Regions from separate parts of the Gossypium arboreum genome. Here regions 2 and 3 are each linked to region 1. The links are chromatin contacts, called in public Hi-C maps. All regions are on one chromosome and are shown on one strand. Each heading gives the region's core, a stretch centred on a gene start, on an enhancer-like site or on the middle of the called end of the contact. The rest is flanking DNA. Distances are from core to core; before and after follow the strand shown.

Region 1 (3,040 bases), core at 186-2,685:
GTTCTTCACCATATGCAGTGAGATCTTCATTTTGCTCCATACCGGCTAACTCAGCAAATAAGTGAATCAGTGCATTTTTGTCACTCCAATTCTCATAGTTAAGAGCGATCATTGTCTCCATGTCTTCGGTGTCTACAAGTTCTATTTCAGTGAATTTGATGGGATCTGCCGAAACTGGAAACTTTTAGAAAAGTTTTGAGACCTTCTCCTACAACGTCTAACAATTTTTGCGTTAATCCTTCCCTTCATATCATCCAACGAGATATTTCTATTAAATCTCATTGATATTTGTTGCAGATATTCAAATATACATCCAACGGTTGTTGTCAAGATGATTCCATCGAAATAAACGCATACGAAAAACTAATTATCCATCTTCAATACTCAATCATTAAAAATTAATAAAAAATCTCAAAACAATTTCAAACAACATTAAAAACTTGCTTAAAAAATTTAATGGATGATAATAGTCCATTTCTAACAATATCAAATTTATTGTCATTTCTAACAATATCAAATATATTAAAAATTTTACAAGATAACATTCTCAATAATCTAAACATAAAAACATTCTCAATAATCTAAACATAAAACTTACTAACAAATCACAATAAACAAAATATAAAAATAACACTAAACAAACTATATAATACTAACAAAATTTTTTCTTATCATAATCTATTATATTTGAAAATAACAATAAGAAAATTACATTTTCTTTTCTTTCTTTGAAAATAACAATAAGAAAATTACATTTTCTTTTCTTTCTTCTCTTTTCTTTCTTTCTTCTCTTCTCTTCTCTCTCTCTTGTTCTATAATTTTTTTTTTCAAACTGATACGAGCCGGATGGGGGACTTGGGGGAGGGGGGAATATACTAGAGGGTGCCGCCTATTAGATAGGTACAATTGGTGCCGCCTTTGACAACCCCTCCACTGGTGCCGCCTCTGATATCCCCTCTACTAGTGTCACCTCTAACATCCCCTCCACCTAGGCCATGTCACCATTTATTATTATTATTTACTGTTTTGATCAGAAAATGAGGGTGGTGTCGCCTATGCACCACCTTCTATTACTTGAAATGTACCATTTTGATACTTAATTTTATCAATATACCATTTTAGAGTTTTTTTTTAATATTTTTTTGATAAAAAGCCCTCAAAATAACAAAAATAGGAGAAAATAGGTTTAGGGCAGACCACTGTAGCGCTTGGCCGAATGCCGTGGCATACAGACAGCTTGTCAATCAAGGGCGTCATGGCACTTAGCTAAATGTCGCGCCCTTACATCCTTTCCCAGTGCTATTGCTTTTTAAGCTCTAGCCACTCATTTCAGCTTCGAAATATCCTTGAGTGCTTGTTTTACTCGATATTCTTAAGCTTACATGACACAAATACTAAAAAGGAAATTAGAAAGTAAAAGGACTCTGAAATAAATCAGTCATGCAAAATTCAATGCAAAAATAGAAAAGAGAGCGTTTAAGAGAGAGTAGTTCTTAACTTAGAACGATTTCCCCGTCTTTGATTAGGACCATCTGAAGATAATATTTTTACACATGTAAAATAAAAACAATTATCTATAAAATTAACTTTGTCGTTTACTTTACATTTAAAAAAGTCTGCCTCCTGGTGTCAGAATAGTTCCTCTTCCTCTCTTTGAAGTCTTAAGGTATTGCTATCTGCCGAAGCCATAAGAGGAAAGAAGTTCCTGCAAAAGCTTTTTCCAAACTTTCTCTTGTTAACACATCAACAAAACAGACCCCAAAACCCAAATAAAAATATTTCTGTCAAAATAGCCCCCGCCGCCCCAACCAACTAAAACCCCCAAAGCACCTCTCTTTCTCTTTCCATGAACTTGCATCTGAAGCAATGTAGAAACCAGCATGAGTCAGACCATCAACAACAACCACCTTCTGCAAATATACCAAAACTTCACCTTCATCATCATCATCACCAACACCCATCTCCTCTTCCTTTGCTCGTACCTCATCACCACTGCAAATCCAGCAGCAACAATCTGCCACCACTTCCTCATTCATCCTTCACGTTTCCCAGCAGTGAGATTTTTTTCCTTTTTCTTTGCTCCTTTTTTTTTCTTGGCAGGATTCTCAGAAAAGTTTTCAACTCCTAAGTTTGGGAAGTTTCTGGCTAGCTTGCTTACTTGATTTTTTCCTTCTAAGTTACCTTTTTACTTCTCCCTTTAGTGATGGGAAGTTTCTTCAGCTTGTCTCAATGGCAGGAACTGTAGTTACAAGCTTTGATCTTTAGATACATGTTAGCAGGCGCAGCTGTTCCTCCCCAACTCCTTCAATCAATCGAGAATACTACTATTCTTCACTCTCCTTCATATTTCCTCCACCACCCTCTTCGACACTTCTCCCATTACCAGCCACCTTGTGAGTGATTATATTTATGAGATGTGTGACCTGTCCTTGCTTTTATATTTTTATGAAATGCGTACTTTAGCATTTTCTCATCAAATTTATAAAGAAAATAAGTACATAATAAAAGAGATTGATGCATAAATGATTTTATAGTATTATATATATATATATATAAACCCGGGTGAAAACACAAACAAAAAGAGAGAAGAAACGTAGAAAGGGGGGAAGAAGTCTAGTGCTAGTTCTTACTGAAACTTTTTTATTTAACTTTCATTTTTGAGTGGTTTCTTTGTTCTCTTATTTTGATTGAAAGAAAGACAAAACTTCCATATATATCTACACGGTCTACCTAAGGAACTTAATGAATCTGTCCAAATAGTATGTACTTAAAAGATATGAAGAGTATGAGGATGTCGGATCAGTGTTGCAATCAGGGTATTGGGGAAGAGCAGCAATGGATCCAGAGCCAGGCCGATGCCGGAGGACTGACGGGAAGAAGTGGAGATGCTCGAGAGGCGTGGTGGCTGGCCAGAAATATTGCGAGCGCCACGTGCACCGTGGCTGCAAACCGTTCAAGAAAGCCTGTGGAAATGCTAAAATCTAGTGGCGCCTGCACCAACATCATCAACAACAATACTCTTGTTGGTGCTGCTGCTGGT
Region 2 (3,040 bases), core at 241-2,740, 930 kb before region 1:
AGCCCGTTGGCATTTTCTTGGATTGCAAGCTCGGTTGGTTCATTAGCACTAATCTTAAGGACAGCACGCCATTTAGCAAAGCGGGCACCAGCTTCATAGTACTTCTGGCATCGCTGTGCAAGGCCATCTAGACCCTGGGTGAAAGTTTCGCCATGGGTTCCATTAAGCTCAACCGTACCCTTGTCAACCTTGATGCCAGGGAGGACACCACCTTCCTTCAAAACATCAACGAAGGGCTTGCCTGCACATCAAACATCAATATCAGAAATCAACAACCATCCATAACTCTTAAAAAGGAATAAAACTACTGCGGTTCTTAGTATTATCAAAGTATGTCATTTTAGTAATACCCGAAGCGGTTTTTTGATAAAGGGTTTCCTCAAAGAGAATAACACCACTGAGGTGCTGAAGAGCTCCAGGAGTTGTGAATAGGAGCTCACGGAGAGCACGCCTGTTGTCTTCAACATTCTCTACATTAATACTTGAAAGACGCTTGCCGATGGTGCCAGTGGATTCATCAGCAGCAAGGATACCCTTTCCAGGGGTTCCAATGTAAGCAGCGTTTTTAGCCAACTCATCTACAAGATTCATGATTCAGAAAATAATAATAAGCCACCAATTCCCCATTAAAAGTTCAATAAACAGAGATCCAAATATTTAAAAACAAAAAAAAAACTTAAAAGGGTGCATGGCTAAGATTCAGTAATCTCAGATCTAAAATGAAAACACACCAAGGAGATAAAATTAACATTATCAACTTCATCAATCTTTTTTTTCCTTAAATCTTGAACCGAACCATATCATGGTGCTTAAAAAAAATGACTGGAGAAATAATAAGCGAGTACAAACATGCAGATCTAGATCTTCAGATATTACCCCAAAATTTAACCATGTTGTTAATACCCACTGACAGATCACAAGACAATATAACCAGCCTTAGAAGATCCGAAGAAATCCATATATCAAAATACAGTTGGTATGATTAAAACAAGCAAATCAACTAACATTTTTTTCTCGTCAAACTATCAAAACAACTAACAGATCAGTCAAAAAAAAACACTAAGATGGATCCGAGAGATTAAGTTTATAAACATAAAATACAGAGCAAGGGAAATAGCAAGGGAAGAGTAGTTACCAGCATATTTGCTAATGAAGCAAGACATGATTGAACAGGAAAAAGAACGAGAGAAAGGAAAGAGGCTTTTTTTTTTTTTTTGGCTAGGAGGAAAGAAGAGAGAGACGGAAGTGAGGAGAAAAGGGGGCAGGGGTTAGGGGTTTTAAAAGAGATACAGAGAGAGCTGGTGGCTTCGAGATTATCGGTTAGTTTCTTTTTTTGTCGTGTTTTCCAAGTAACCCATGGACTGCCCGTGGGATCTTTCCTCACTTTTTCGTATCTGGTTTTTTTTTTTTTCTCCTCTTTTCCGCTTTTACCCCTCCCACTCCCATCTATTCCTTTTAGGTTGGTCCACCTAACATTTTTTATTAAAATCAAAACCGAAGTGATTTTTGATAAATACTATCTCTTAAATACAAATATATTTATTTGCTGAATTTTGCAAAAAGAAATACCCACCTTTTACTCAATAAAATAACCTAATTTATATAATTTACTAGTCACTGAAGTCCAAAGAAAAACAAGTTCTACTATATAAACACAAATTCAATTGAAAATGTTATTAAAAATAAAACATATTCCACGCATTAATTTTATTTAAAACCAACAAGGACAAAATTGAGAAGAAACATAGGAATAGAAAATAGGCGTTTCTAAAAGTTTCTCAAAACAACAGCGGTTGAAATAGGTGGGCAGGTGAAATAAGTGGGCAGGAAAGCGTGATGAGTCAAACCCAACTGTTTTAAACAACACATTTTTTATACTTTGAAGGGTCAAAACTCAAATATATCAAAGTAATCTTTTAATCTCATATTTGTATTTATTCCAATTTTAATTAATCTTTTAAGGAGTATTCTTTAATTTCTTTTAGGTTCAAATATTTTATAAGTTGATGTATTTTTCATAAATTTAAATTTTAATATTTAATTTTGTTTAAAATTTAATCTCTATATTTTTAAATTTTAAAATTTAAATCTAATTGTTAACATTGTTAAAATTATTTTGTCAAATTTAGGTTTATTATAACATTATTTTTTTAGTTACATTACTATAAAGTAAGTTTTTAAGGTAAACTACATATTTAGTCACCCGAGTTTACTGTGTCCCTATTTTAATCACACCGTTTAAAATTTTGTTATTTTAGTTACTCATATTAGATAAGTTGTCAATTTTAATCATTCTACTGTTAAAATTGATTTAATCACTAAACAGAATGTTGACCTGGCCTAGTATAATAACAAAATTAGCCATCCATGTAGAGGTGATCATGGGCGGGCAAGGCGGGTTCGGCCGGGCCCAAGTAAAATTTTAGGCCTGTCTACTAGGCTCGGGCCCGCCCGCCCAAATATGGGCCTAAAATTTTACCCAAGCCCGCCCGAAATAAAATTACTAAGCCCGAGCCTGCCCGGCCCGACCCATATTAATTTTTTTTCTTATTTTATTAAATAAAAAATTTAAAAATATAATAAATCAAATATATTTAAAACATAAAATAAATATTAAAACAAATAAAAATAATACTAAAACAATTCTTAAAACAATACACAAATTAACAATATAATAAAAAATAGTTATATTAAAAATTTAAAATAATTAAAATAAAAACAAAAAATATATTAATATATAATTGGGCGGGCCGGCCAAAAACTCTTACTTAGAGGCCTGCCCGTTTTTTAAACGGCCTCGTTTTTTGCCCAAGCCCATTTTTCGGCCTATATTTTTACCCAAACCTCCCATTTTTCGAGCGGGCCTTGGGCCGGGCCGCCCGCCCCCATGATCACTCTACATCCATGTTTGCTCATTTTATTAATTTTATTCGATTTAAAAGATAAAATTAACTTTTAATATATACACATTATACCAATTTGGCAATGATTTTAAAATTTAAAAAACATAAATTTGAATTTGAATTTGAATTTAAAATAT
Region 3 (3,040 bases), core at 357-2,856, 830 kb before region 1:
TATATATAAAATAGTTATTAATTTCAAATATTTTTAACATAATGATATATGTAAAATATATATTTTTATTATATAATTACATATTTATTATTTCATTTTGTCAATAAAAGAGTTATTAATTAAAAGATGAATTAAAAATAAAAAATTAAAAATAAGATATTTATTAATTTAAAAAGAGAGCTTGAAACAAACTAATATAAAATTACAAATGTGTTCAAAAAAGGAATTGAACATGAGTCTATCATTATTATTTAAACATTTAACCAAATGAGCTGATATATTAAAAACATTAATTAAAAATATAAAAGCTTAAAACAAAATGAAATAAAAATATATAATTGTGAGGGAAGAAAATCAAACTTGGAACTTAAATACAAAACCTACTAACATTTAACAATCTACCAAACAAACTAATTATATTAAAAAGTAAAAAAATACAACTTAAAGGTATATCTTTTCCACACTCTCTCCAAAAATAGCCTAGCCTATATATAAATTAATCTCATTATAGGTTCTAATTATATATGTTTTTTTTGATATAATACCTAGAACTATTCATAGTCCCTCCCCAACCCATAAATAGGAGGATAATGCACTTCAGCGCACTTGAACCCACATCCTCTTGCATTGGAAACAATGCTCATACCAATCGAGCTAAGACTCAATCAACAGTTACTTCTTATATTTAAAAATGAGTAAATTAATTTTTTTTTTTTTATAAAAAAGACCCGAAGGTCAACCTCAATTCATTACATCATCAATGACAATATTATGGATTTCCTTGGGATAATCCACGTTGAAAAACAAATTACACTTTTCCTTAATAGCTAAATTACAAAGTAAATCAGCAACCCTATTCCTACAACAGTCGATCCAATTAATATGGACCGAGGTAAAATTTTTAAAATTCATGCAGGCCTTATTAAGATAGCAGCCCAAAATGGTAACGTCATTATCTCTCTTATTCACCGCGTTGACCAAACTGGCACAGTCAGATTCCAAAATGAGCTGGTCCACTTCTAACTTTAAAGCCAAGTTTAAACCTTCCACAAAAGCTTCAGATTCCGCCCATGTCACGTCCAGGTTTTTATTCGCATACACATAACAACCCCCAATAACGAAGCCATCGTGGTCTCTGGCTATTGCCCCGTATCCAACTTTTCCATTCAAAACCGTAGGGTCGACATTTATTTTAATAACACCCTTTGGAGGTTTCGTCCAGCTTTTACGCACCGGAGTTGGGGGGAGAGCAGGCGGGTCTGCCAGATTAAAGATTCTAAACTCTTTGCTCAGGGTCTGTGCTCTTTCCCACACCACCTTAGTAGTATCATCCTTCCCCTGAAAAACCAACTTGTTCTTAGCATTCCAGCAATTCCAGAGGAGGGTAAAAAAATCGGCAGCAGCTTTTTTATCAAGCTCTTGAAGGACATCTTCCACCCAGTCCACGCACCGCTCATATCTCCCTTCAATCAGCCTATTGTTTAACCCTCCGATCATTAGGATCTCTCGGACCTTAGGGTACTTTTGCATAGCATGGATAAGCGTTTCCTCACCACTGTTGCATCTGGGACAAGCTGTCGAGAAGTCAGGCCGGATGCGAGCAATATTGTCGTATGTAGGAAGAATATTATGGCAAATTTTCCAGCTGAAGACCTTGATCTTGGGGATCATTTTTAACTTCCATATTACTCTCCAAACCATTCTATGGGGGCCGAAACCAATTCTCCTGAGGGATAACCACGAGTAAGCTGATTTTGAGCTATAACAACCATGCGGGTTTTGAGTCCACGTTAAGCTATCATTTATCCCATTATGGAGAATGGGTAAATTATAAATATAATCCCCCATGGTTTTGCCATATAGCTCAATAACCCTGTCCTTTTTCCACCGCCCCTGATTGTGGTCCCATAAATCTTTGACTTTTCTTTCTTCAGCTGTTAACGGTGACCGGCACACAGAATCTCCATTAAAACCCTCTATACCCCATTGATCCCTTCGAATGTCTATAGTATTTCCATCCCCAATTTGCCACAGAAAACCATCCTTGAGAGCTTCGCTCGCTTTAACAATACTAGACCAAGTGAACGATGGTTTATCACAGTATTTCGGCCTAAGCACATCACCCTCGGGAAAATATTTTGCACTCAGTACCTTAAAACATGAGGTGTCTTTGAACTTCAAGAGCCTCCACACTTGTCTACCAAGAAGAGCAATATTAAACAGATGCATGTTCCGAAAACCAATGCCACCCATTCCTTTGGGATAGCACAAGCGATCCCAAGCCATCATAGCCCAACCCCGAGTTTTCTCATTGTTCGTCCATCACATCCGACACATTTTCGAGTGTAAGGCCTCAATAATTCCTTTTGGAGCAAGAAAGACAGAAAAAGCATAGGTTGGGATGGACTGAATAATAGCTTTTATGAAAATCTCTTTTCCACCATAAGAAAGTAGTCGCTTCGACCAACTGTTGATCCTGCAATCACAACAGCTTATGATATTAGTAAAAGCAATTGATTTCTTTCGACTTATAGGCAAAGGTAGTCCAAGGTAATTATCGAGGTGGTCAACCATTCGCATCCCAAGCATTGAGCAAAACAGATGTCTTTGGGTTAAAGGAGTATTCGAACTGAACATTATCATGGATTTATCATTATTAATTTTTTGCCCCGACACACTAGTAAACCTTGTTAAAATGTTGGCCAATTTTTACACATCCTTTTTATTATTACGAATAAAAAGAAGTGCGTCATCGGCAAAAAATAAGTGATTAATACGCGGTCCATTAATGCTAGCCCGAATTCCTTTTAACTTATTATTATTCTGAGCTTGAATTAACAATTTAGAAAAGGCTTCCATGCAGAACAGAAAAAGATAGGGAGAGAGAGGATCCCCCTGTCTAAGGCCCCTTTCCGGCACGATAGTTTCAGAAAGGGTTGAGTTGCATTTGACCATGTATCGGACCGAACGAACACAGCTTATAATTTTTGCCACCCAATTTTCGCATAGCCCATTCTTTTCATGACCTCTTCGATGAAAT

What was found. A called contact is a pair of places that touch in the nucleus more often than the background predicts.
Region 2: a Hi-C map of leaf shows a contact between it and region 1, with 4 times the contacts expected there. The contact joins the promoter of LOC108460443 here to the promoter of LOC108466185 in region 1. A contact is called at or near these places in 2 of 5 Hi-C or Micro-C datasets (both in leaf).
Region 3: a contact with region 1 is called in a Hi-C map of leaf, with 3 times the contacts expected there. The contact joins the enhancer-like site here to the promoter of LOC108466185 in region 1. A contact is called at or near these places in 2 of 5 Hi-C or Micro-C datasets (both in leaf).

Annotation. Positions count from the first base shown.
Region 1 is chr4:87,674,919-87,677,958 of ASM2569848v2, reverse strand. LOC108466185 (growth-regulating factor 4-like) reads left to right here and starts at 1,435. Exons shown (of 6, transcript XM_053026775.1): 1 at 1,435-2,126; 2 at 2,202-2,393; 3 at 2,804-2,943; 4 at 2,945-3,040. The coding sequence starts at 1,847.
Region 2 is chr4:88,600,273-88,603,312 of ASM2569848v2, reverse strand. It overlaps LOC108460443 (fructose-bisphosphate aldolase 6, cytosolic), which reads right to left and starts at 1,490. Exons shown (of 3, transcript XM_017759936.2): 1 at 1,136-1,490; 2 at 351-578; 3 at 1-241. The coding sequence starts at 1,163.
Region 3 is chr4:88,502,502-88,505,541 of ASM2569848v2, reverse strand. No RefSeq gene overlaps it. Among protein-coding and RNA genes, the nearest start is that of LOC128291943, 65 kb to the right of the region's middle. Within about 2 kb of position 1,606, at least 1 of the 2 cell types and tissues checked has an H3K27ac peak or open chromatin away from gene starts, as enhancers often do. A contact at or near this core is called in leaf, where this site is marked.